Linked DNA regions of Zea mays: region 2 is linked to region 1. Evidence: chromatin contacts called from public Hi-C data. All regions are on one chromosome and are shown on one strand. The core of a region is the stretch at or near the end of the contact, and the rest is flanking DNA. Distances in the headings are between cores, read along the strand shown. Region 1 holds the start of LOC100502331 (autophagy protein 9). Region 2 has its middle 50 kb from the start of LOC103633575.

Evidence for each region. Hi-C and Micro-C count contacts between places; a contact is called where the count stands out from the background.
Region 2: a Hi-C map of tassel shows a contact between it and region 1, with 1.8 times the contacts expected there. The contact joins the enhancer-like site here to the promoter of LOC100502331 in region 1. A contact is called at or near these places in 3 of 25 Hi-C or Micro-C datasets (ear, leaf and tassel).

What each region holds. Positions count from the first base shown.
Region 1 is chr1:33,862,584-33,867,348 of Zm-B73-REFERENCE-NAM-5.0, forward strand. It overlaps LOC100502331 (autophagy protein 9), which reads right to left and starts at 1,507. Exons shown (of 10, transcript NM_001112351.3): 1 at 1,330-1,507; 2 at 1-591. The coding sequence starts at 532.
Region 2 is chr1:34,080,642-34,086,142 of Zm-B73-REFERENCE-NAM-5.0, forward strand. No RefSeq gene overlaps it. Among protein-coding and RNA genes, the nearest start is that of LOC103633575, 50 kb to the right of the region's middle. Within about 2 kb of position 3,795, at least 18 of the 20 cell types and tissues checked have an H3K27ac peak or open chromatin away from gene starts, as enhancers often do. A contact at or near this core is called in ear, leaf and tassel, where this site is marked.

The DNA of each region.
Region 1 (4,765 bases), core at 257-2,756:
GTACAAAGAACTTGAGAAAGTTGGTAAGTCCATAAGCTGTCATTATGACCATTGATCCAACAGTTATCATTTTGGGCAATGTGAAGGGAACTAATGGATCATGCTTAATGGCCTTCATAAGATCACATGGTTTCTCCCCAGACTCAAGTGCCTCCACACCGCATTTCAAATGAATAAGAGTATCCCAATCAACAAATAAGAAAAAGAACCCGATACAGCATACCATAAAAAGTACATTGAGGATCTCTATTATCCATTTGGTAATGATACACCTGAGCCCTTTTGCGCAGAAATATTCGTAAAGCCTTTCAAAGAAAATGTCCAGATCAGGGATAGGTTCTTCCTTGACGCCTTCGTCATGGAGAAGTCCAGATGGGCTCTCGCTTCGAGAACTTGGCAATCTCCGGTAGTCGGACAACTCTATTTCAGGTGGAATATCAACAAGCAGCTGCGCTGATAACGGCGATTGGCTTCTCCATGGCCAGTTAAGTCTTGTTTGTGCATGTGCGTCCTTCGAACGGAAGGACATCATTCATGAAAAGAGAAAGCAGGGCCAGTTGATAGGTCCCTTGCCATGCCAGACGTACACACCTGCACAGGAAAATAAATATTCACATTTTGCATACTGCCATATATTCGATTGAAGTAGCAGCACAATGAAACCAGAGTACCTTGAAAACTCACAATTAAGACAAGTCAGTCGATTAAACAGAAGGGCCATAGAATGGGAAATGATTACTATTTGGAGCAGAAGCAGGTCCGAAATTAAGTCTTGGCAAGCTTAAACAAGTACATTTGGAAGGCATCAAAGCCCAATGGAACATATTAGTAGCTATCATTCTGGAACAAAATGAAAATTCCCCATGCCAAGACCTAAATCTCTACCAGCTTTCCATATCTAGCACCAAGCAGCAATAATTGCAGGCTTGCGGACGAAGCTGAACTACCATCAAGTTCTTTGGATCAATGGATTAATCGATCAACTCCTCGCTAAGACGAAAATGGCCGAAACGTAATCGTATAACACCTGGCCCCTTCACATACCAAGGTCGTTCTTCGGCAAAAGCAGCTCGATGCGCAACACGGCTACACCACCACGGTTCAGCAGCTAACCAATAGGTTGAGCTAACTATCCGCAAAAGCTGTACTCTACCCACACCACCAACGTCTAAACCAACCCCCTCACAACGCATGCCCGGTTCAACTACCAGAGTTGTTAGCTAGTTATCGCCAAACCACCGGAATCGAATCGAACTCGTTCCGTCGATCTATCCACAAAATCGACAGAAAATAGAATCCACGCGGAGCGGAGAAAGGCGCTTCACCGACCTGAGGGTCGCGCCGGCGATCCGCGGGGCGCAAGCGCGAAGGCGGCCGGGTCGTGGGGGAGAAGCGCGGGGCGACGAGGGCTGGAGGCCTCGCGTGAGGTGGAGGTGACTTGCGGTGGACTGCAGCGCCGCCGGGGTTGGGGTCCGGGCTGGGGAAATTGCGCGAGAGGGGGCGAAAGGGAAGGGGCGGGGGGCAGCCAAGGGAGGGCGTGCGTTTCAGGAGACGTGTAGGGATCGAGAAGGGGGATCGTTTTGTTCGTTCCGTTTATCCGCGGGTTTCTTCGTGTGTTGCGTTAATCACCAAGGAACTGGGAATCGCAATGGGCTCGCGCGTGGGACCCGCCGATGGTTAGTTTATTAATTCACTGTTGAACACTATCATTTGGGGCAAGAGAGAGCCTATATTGTCATCTTCTTTCAGGAAAAAACAACGAGCTGGTACGGACTTGCACGTCACGCTCACTTTTATTAGCGGAAGAAATTTATGTAAGCAGCCGTTATGATCGTGTAACATGATTCTAAAGCTCCCAATCCCTCACAACTTCTTCACATCGGACGCTGTAAAGAATGATGGTTTTGTTCTTTTCTTTGTTGTATATTAAATATTAGCCATATCCAAAGGCAGACCCAGTACATAACGAGAGTGAGTATACGGACAAGCAATGTCAGAGCGAGGATATCTAATGGTATGTTTGGTTGGATATATAATGAGGGATGGAAGAGGGTCACAGTTTTATAATGTTTGATAAGAATCACGTTAGAATGAGCTAAACATTGAAGTAATTTTTGGTAGCGCCGTTATCAAAAAAACGAGGGGGCGTTGTCGCCCCACCTCATTCTATTTTGATTTCAAACCAAACATATTCTAATTTGAACTAAGAAGGGATCTTATTTGAAATAGATAACTAACTCGCCTATATGTAGGCCTGCCCCTGGTCATATCAGACGATATGGTGATTTAGCTGGTCCATTGCAAATGTATATACGTATAAGCATGAGCGTGGCTATTGCTGGGAATCATACCGGTTGGGTCCGCTCAAATTCATCGTGCTTTCCGTTAAATGGGTTCGAGCCAAGAAGATTAAAAAAATTGGGTCGTGTCGTACGAGTCTAAAGAGTAGAAACAATGGTCTAACTTAAATTTAAAGCACGTCATGTCTTCGTTAGACCATGCCGACCTAAACATAAGCTATATTTAAACTATATAAAATCCAAATAATACAACCACATAAAGTTTATACCTTACTAAATTAAAGATATTAGACAATACTAACATCATTTAACCACATAAAGTATAAATATTATAACAATGATGTCTATATCTTACTAAATTAAAAAAATTAAATAATATGGTTTTATTGGGTAGTGCTAGCCTAAGCCCGGTCTATATGTGCGGGACGTGTGGGGGCAGTCGGAATTTGAGACTCGGTTTGGATCCGTCTTAAAATCGTGGAGCTCCGATAAGTCAGAATTTGAAGCTTGACCTAGACCCACCTTTAGATCGTGCCAGTCTCGTATTGGCAAAAAAAAATTTAACTCGGTCCATGTTCCCAGTACCAAGGCGTGGCAATACAACCTGACGGGGGCACGGGGCTTCTTCGCAGACCAGCCACGCGTCCAACCATGCGGTGCACTGGTCGGCTGCCTACGCCTTCGCTTGTGCCACGCACGTACCACTGTACCGTTCGTGCACACATTCTGGGTGTGAGCAGAGAAAGCGGTCAGCGTCACCACCTCCATGACTATGAGCGAATCGAGCATGCAGCCGTGGAACCGGGAGCCCGCACCCAGCCGTGCACGCGTTACGTGATCAGTGACTGCCGTGATCCGAAGGCGTGACGGTCCGGGGCTAAAAGCGTTGCGTGCTGCCTAGCTGTGTTTGTGGCATTGGACTAGCTGATCATGCTGTTTATCATGTTGAGAAAAGAATCTGTTGACGCCCTTTTCGAGGCGCCAATTACTCAAGAGAACCAGCGGCGGTGCTCTCTGGTCAGGCGCGGACGGTCCGCGACACAGGGCCGGACGGTCCGCGACCTGGTGCAGGAGCTCGGGTTCCCTGCCTGAGGGCCGGACGGTCCGCGCGTGCGCAGGGGCGGCGGATGATCGCCGGCGGCGCCTGGATCTCGCTCCCGGGAGGGACCCCGTCGGGGAGGAGAGATCCTAGGAGTTGTCTAGGCTCGGGCTGACCGACCTAGACTCCTCTAATCGACGTAGAGTCGAGGAGAGGCGGAGAATTTGGGGATTGGAAGGCTAAACTAGGGCTAAACTAGAACTACTCCTAAGATAAAATGTGAAATAGAAGTTGTATTGATTCGATTGTTGATTACAAATCGGCCGTATACCTCTCTATTTATAGAGGAGGGGGGCTGGACCCTTTACAAACTAATTCCCGAGCTTATCCCGCGATTTTAGCTAACAACCGTAGCACAAAACTCGGAACCCTAATCTGCTCTGCGCACGCGCGGACCGTCCGGCCCACAGGCGCGGACCGTCCGGCCTTAGGGCCGGACAGTCCGCCGGCTCATTTTGGTGTCAAACATATGCCCCCCTGCCTTTTGGTGGAGCTGAGCGAACCAAAAGCAACTAACTAGATGTGATCACATCAGTTTTCTTAGGCATCTTGACACTTGCTAGGATAATACGTAGTGGCCTTAGTCCCGATGGTTGACTCAACGGACGTGACTCTTTTATCTTTGATCGAACTGTCAGTCCCAACACCGTCGAGCGTCATAGCGATCCTGACCAATCCGTCACCTTACTTTTTCTAATTTTCCAAGTGTTCTGGCGTAGCTTCGTAGTCGACCAGGTCTTCCCCTTGTAGGTCATCTTCCTCCATGGGTGTCGATACATCGTTGGTGGTGTATTGGTGTAGCGCGGATGGTTCGGCCTCAGGGGTCGGATGGTCTGCGTCCTGTACGGTTGGTCTGGTCTTTATAGCCGGACTGTCTGCTATACCTGCAAAGAGCTGCACAGTTGCTGTTTTATTTTCTGTCTTTATGGCCGTTTGATTTTCCTCAACGGCCTTTGGTCTCCATCTCTTTTATGGTAGCGGATACTGCGGATGTGTGTCATTAAATATTTTTTCCGCCTCCTTCTCCTGATTCTCCTTTGCTCTAAGGCGTTGTAATTTTCGCTTTTGCGATCGTGTCAATCCCGATGGGCACCATCGGGGCATGGAGTATTTTGGATCGGCTATTTTATTGACAGTCGTACTTTCTTTTTTGTTTGTGTTGGCCGATTCACCAAAAATCATCGGCCCTTCGTTATTTTGTTGTACGACGACATCTGTCGTTCCTATTTTAATGACATCTCCCTTTTTCGTACTGTTGGAGGTTGTAGCTGTATGCCCCCCTGCCGGATTAGTCAGCCTTTGGGGCCGAATTGTTCGGCAATCTTGCTGGGCCTGTGCTTGTGGACCAGATTGAGGGGCTCTCAAT
Region 2 (5,501 bases), core at 2,545-5,044, 220 kb after region 1:
GATTACAAAAGCAACAGTTATAATGACCCACCCACTTTTTTACTCAGATTGCCCTTGGTTAACAAAATTCTATTTTCAAGGGACCACTTGAAAAATCTAATTTTAGGAGGGATTTTTCCTTCCATATATGTTTCATATATGGGCCATAGTTACAAGGTTCAACATGAGCATACATAGATTTCATAAAAAAATTCTTATGTGTTCCCCATTTATAGGTAATCTGATCAAATGTATCAAAATCCAACTTGAACTTTCTTGCTTTATCACAGATTTCATTCCACACCCAGTGTCGGTCCTGACATTAGAGAGGCCCAGGACAAGACTTATAAAGGAGACCCTTTATAATAATAATTATTACACGTAAATATAGTGTGTATATATTGTCAATAAAGTATTTATATGTATCTGAAAAAGTTATTCATATTAAATAAAAATAATTAAAATATAGCCTAATATCTCACAGAAAAATGTGACATATATGTGTCTAGATGACTCAAAAGGTTAGTTCGAACAACGATTAAATGGACGCAATGCGTTGTCAGATCAGCTATTCGCTTGTCTATCTACAATTGTGCGAGAGATAGAGATGAAACTGCGTCGTTGTCTCACTGCACACTGAGAGCCTAGGCGGCTTGGCCTGAGATTACGAAGTACTACTATTAGAATATAAAAAACAAGATTGATAGGTTATGCCTAATTCTCTTTGCTTGTTGTTGTCATGTTGTTGACTTATAATTAAGCCTTTAAATGTTTTATAGAACTAGCAGACAAATCTATATAATATATATTATATGCATATATATATTGATATTTAGTATATGGGGTGAGGCCCCACAAGTCTGGGGGCCCTGGTCGGGGGCACTGCTGGACCCCCGCCAGGGCCGGCGCTGTCCACACCTTAGCACTCTCCTCTTGTAACTATCTTCTGAAACACAGCTACATGTTTTTCTTTTGAGCTTCCAGAACTAAGATATATTTATCTTCGGAGATCTCATACAGATTGGGGACCACATTACATAAGGGATATCTATGAGCCGTTCATCTTTCTAGAATCTTGTTTTGTCTCCACTTTTAATCTTGACATGTGTGTCCATAAGATAATAATTTTTAACTCTGAGAATATCATGCCAAATAGGAGAATCAGAAGCATTGCTAGATACATCATGAATGCTTTTCTTCTGCATATACTTCTTTTTTATAATGTCTTGCGAGATCCCCTTCACATTTTCAATCTTCCACCACCATTTGCAAAGCAAGATCATAGTTAGATTTCTGTGATTTTTAATCCCAAGACCTCCATTGGTTTTCTCAGTACAAGCTCTAGACCATTTTACCAAATAATACTTTTTTTATCTCCCCCATGTCAAAGGAAACGTCTCCTTTTCATATCGAGCTTTTTAATTACAGTTTTTGGCAGCAGGTACATGGACATGTGGTATATATGAGTATTAGATAGGCAAGCATTAATAAGTGTAATTCTCCCAGCTATAGAAAGAACACTGCCTTTCCAACTTTGAAGTCCTTTATCAACCTTTTCCACCAGCTTAACCCAGTCATACACACGAAGCCTGCTGAACTTACAGGCACTCCAAGATAGTTCATGGGGAGATCACTGATCTTACTGTCGAAAAGGTTAGCATGCTGTTCATCAATCATACTATTTCCATTTATTTGCATATTGTTCATCAATCATACTATTTCCATTTATAACAAAAATTTCACTATTCATGAAGTTGATTTTTTCAAACCATACATGATTTCATACATACAGAGCAGAATCTTAAGATATCTGGCCTTCTCCAAGTCTTCTTTTAATGCAAATAATAGTATCATCAGCATAATAACACCGTGAGGAACAATGCGATCTCCAAGACCATTCAACAAACCATTTTCCTGAGCTCTATTCAACATTCTTGCCAAGCAATCAGCTACAAAGTTAAAAAAGAATAGGGTACAGAGGATCCCCTGTCTCACCTCCTTGAAACTTTTGACGTAATAATCAGGAAAGAATGGATTGTAATGCCCCGAACGGACAGCCGGACAGGCGACAACCATCGCACGCCATGTTGCCATGGGACATGCTCTATTGGTGACACTGTTACCTGCCTAACCTAATCTTGTGCAGGTTAATTTGTTGCGAGAGGCGTCGCTTACTCAGTTCACAGCAGTTTTAATCGGGAATATGAATATGCCGGCAAAATAGCCAAACTGTTTGGGGGTGATCTCGGCCTGTAGGTGTAGTTTCTTCCTCCGCTAGCGATGGACCCAATTATGAAGTAGTTAGTGTATGTTTCGGCCTTTAATGTCGATGGTTCATGGGCTCAAAGCTGGACTTGGTTGTTGGGCCGAGCTAGTTTCTGTAGATGCGGAAATCCAAGCTGTACACATGATGCTGGAAAGAGTGTCACATAGGATCAGTAATCACAGACTCACAGGAAGGAAAGGGAGCGTTGTTGTATTATTTGCACTGACTGACAGTCGGTTGACGTGACAAAGCTACACTCTAACGTGGCAGTTTCCCTATCATTCAGTTGACCTGATTATCTTTATCAGGCCGTCCCAAAAGATACTGTATTGACGTAATCATGTCTCAGCAAGTCAGCATGGCCTAAATGCAGTTCTCTTGCGGTCTGACCTGTTCATCTATACCTCTGGGAGTGTCCGGCTTCATCCCGTACGTGTATACAAACAACAAAAGCAGCAACGTCGCCGTGTCTCCGGACGAGCTGAGTGACGGACGCAAAGAGGTGGCGTTTTGGACCGGCGCGGGGACACGCGCGCAGGCAGTGGCGGATCCAGAATTGATTCAAGACGGGGGCTACTAAATTAAGACTATAATTTTTTTTAAACCAAACAAAAAATATAATTAATGTTTAGTATAACACAAGAAGCAAGATATAATTTAAACATTTCAGATCATTACAATCCCTAAGCGTCAATGTTCAGGACACTTTCTTTTTCACGAGCTCGTCTTCGTTCAGTCGTCGTCAGTGCTGGACGTTCAATGTGAAGCCGGGAGTCTCAGCATTCGTGGCCTGCGACGTCCCAACAACCCCATAAATAAATTCACGAGCTCACCGAGATGGAAGACTTGAAATTACCAAAGATCATGGAAACGCTGGCACAACCTCTGACACCGGCAGTAGCTGACGGTGGCAATCGAAACCAGCCCAAGAACTATGAGCAGACAGGTGAGGAGCTCGAGCCTGTTGTTAATTCTCTTGCATTAGCCCGTAGCCCGTAGGAGGAGGAGCGGCAGACGCAGCCTTTCTTGGGTCGCTGTTCCTTTCCCTTCTTCTGCAAAAGAACCAACTAACCAAAACTGAACTAGACCGATGCGTGTATATATGTGTACTGCACCTTTCTCTGGTCGCTTGTATGGGCCGCGACCGGGGCTGCAGCCTAGGCAGCCCCGGTCGTAGATCCGCCCCTGCGCACAGGCGACTCCACTACCTACAGTCACCGCCGCTGACAAATCGCACTGGTACTCTGCGTCTCTGCGCCCCTGCGTGCGTGTGTGCATGCATGCATGAGAACTGCGCGCAGCAGCCCGGCGGTCAGGCGGTGGGCTTTGCTAGCCGTTTGGCGTTGCATGCGGATGCGGCATGCCATGCCCGGTCGAAGACCAGGCGGCGACGGACGCCGTGACCGTGATGCATGCGCTGTTTGCTCGCGGGGGGCCGGGGTTGTCCGCCTGGCGGCTGGCGTCTGCCACAGGCCACAGCCGATCGGTGGTGGTGGTCCTCGTGGCCGGACCAGCAACCTGAGCAAGGTCTCTGTTGTCTTTGTGGCGCGCATGGACCGGTCTGGAGCGTTGAATTCCTTTACCATCCCATGGGACACCCACCCATCCTTTGGATCTGTACCCAGCGATGGCGACGGATCGAACGCACTGCGGACTGGACGAACCAAGAATGCACTGTGTAAGAGCATGGTAACTCGGAGCTTTGTCACCCACCAACTAGGCAACTACATCGATCCCAGCTTTCGTCGGTCGACGTTGCGTTGAGATAGCAAAGTGAAATGGCAGCGAGCTGATGGATGCCCGCCCTGTGCTGCCCTACACGGCTACACACACTGGCTCCAGTAGCTGGGTCGGTTAACGCTGGTCAACCTTTTCTTTTGTGTGAAACGGTGGGGTTTTCAGTGTTTTTAGCGCTAAAATCAGTCATGGTCTGACGGACCTATACATGTCAAACGTGCCGCCCAACACGACCGGGCACGGGCACAATTTGGACACGGCCGGAACAAGGCCATCCAGGCACGGCACGGTGGTCATCTCGGCCCAGGCCAGCATGGCCAACTTGGGTGCAGCCTAGACACGGCACGGTAGTGTACTAACCATGGCACTGTGGTATAGTGTGAGGCCAGACTCGAATACAGAAACATGAGAATACTCAAATTTAGACAGATTCAGACACTACTATACATATTCAGATACAAGTATATAGGTCCAACAGACAATTCATCAAGTAGAAGAATATAAAGATTATATTGGAGCTGTTATGTGCAATGTTGTATTATTAAAAACCTTCATAGGTAAAAACTCATACCTCGTGAGAAAACCCTAAGAAAGAAAAAAGAGTGCAGCCAACTCTTAAATTCTAATGTTCATAAATTCATTAGTCCATTACAACAAGTACATATTGCCATTCCAGATTATGTTGCATGTGGGAGTCCGCTAACTCCCCGTCTTTGATGCAGGATAAGACCTCCACCATGTCACTTGTAAGTCGTCGTCGTCGCTCCTCGATCACCCTGCCAGCCAAACTAAAACTAGATTCCGAGGATATGGTAGATGCAGGCACAATCATCACATCTTTAGTAAGGATAGACAGAATAGGGTAAGTTAGCTTATGGTCTTGCCGCTAGGAGAGAATGTTGAAACTATCATCAAACGGATTGACAGTATCATTGTCAAGGTATGAAGACAGCTCAAACTGAGATGTATCTGCCCAAGCAGTAGTAGATGAAGATGGAACACTACTACCTGCAATGTCATCACCATATATGTCATTCTAGGCCATTTTGTTCTTACCTTCATTACTAGTAGCTGATGGTTGATGTGTACGTAAGCATACATCACCAAAATTTGTCTCATACACCTGAAAGAGTTTAGCTAACTTTTTCCTCACATCTTGAGGAAACCTAGAGTAATCTGTACTAGTTAGAGTAGATAAACGTTCAAGAGTTTTATGAAAACCTCTCATTTTAGCTCTAGTATCAAGAATGAAAGCAAACACATAGAGAATGAGTATCTCTCTCTCCAATATTTAAGAAATTTATCTTTCATAGGAACAATAGCATCCCTTAATAATGCATCATTTTCAAATGCACTCAGATGTCTACCAATTATAAGTATTTGGCATTAATGGAGCAGTTGGATAATAAACACATGAAAGTGTGACAGTAGAGTCATAGAACAACTGAAGAAAGGATAGCAATTTCTCCGTAACATACTAGTGATTATTAGTAAATAAAGAAGTACCATCAATAGCCAA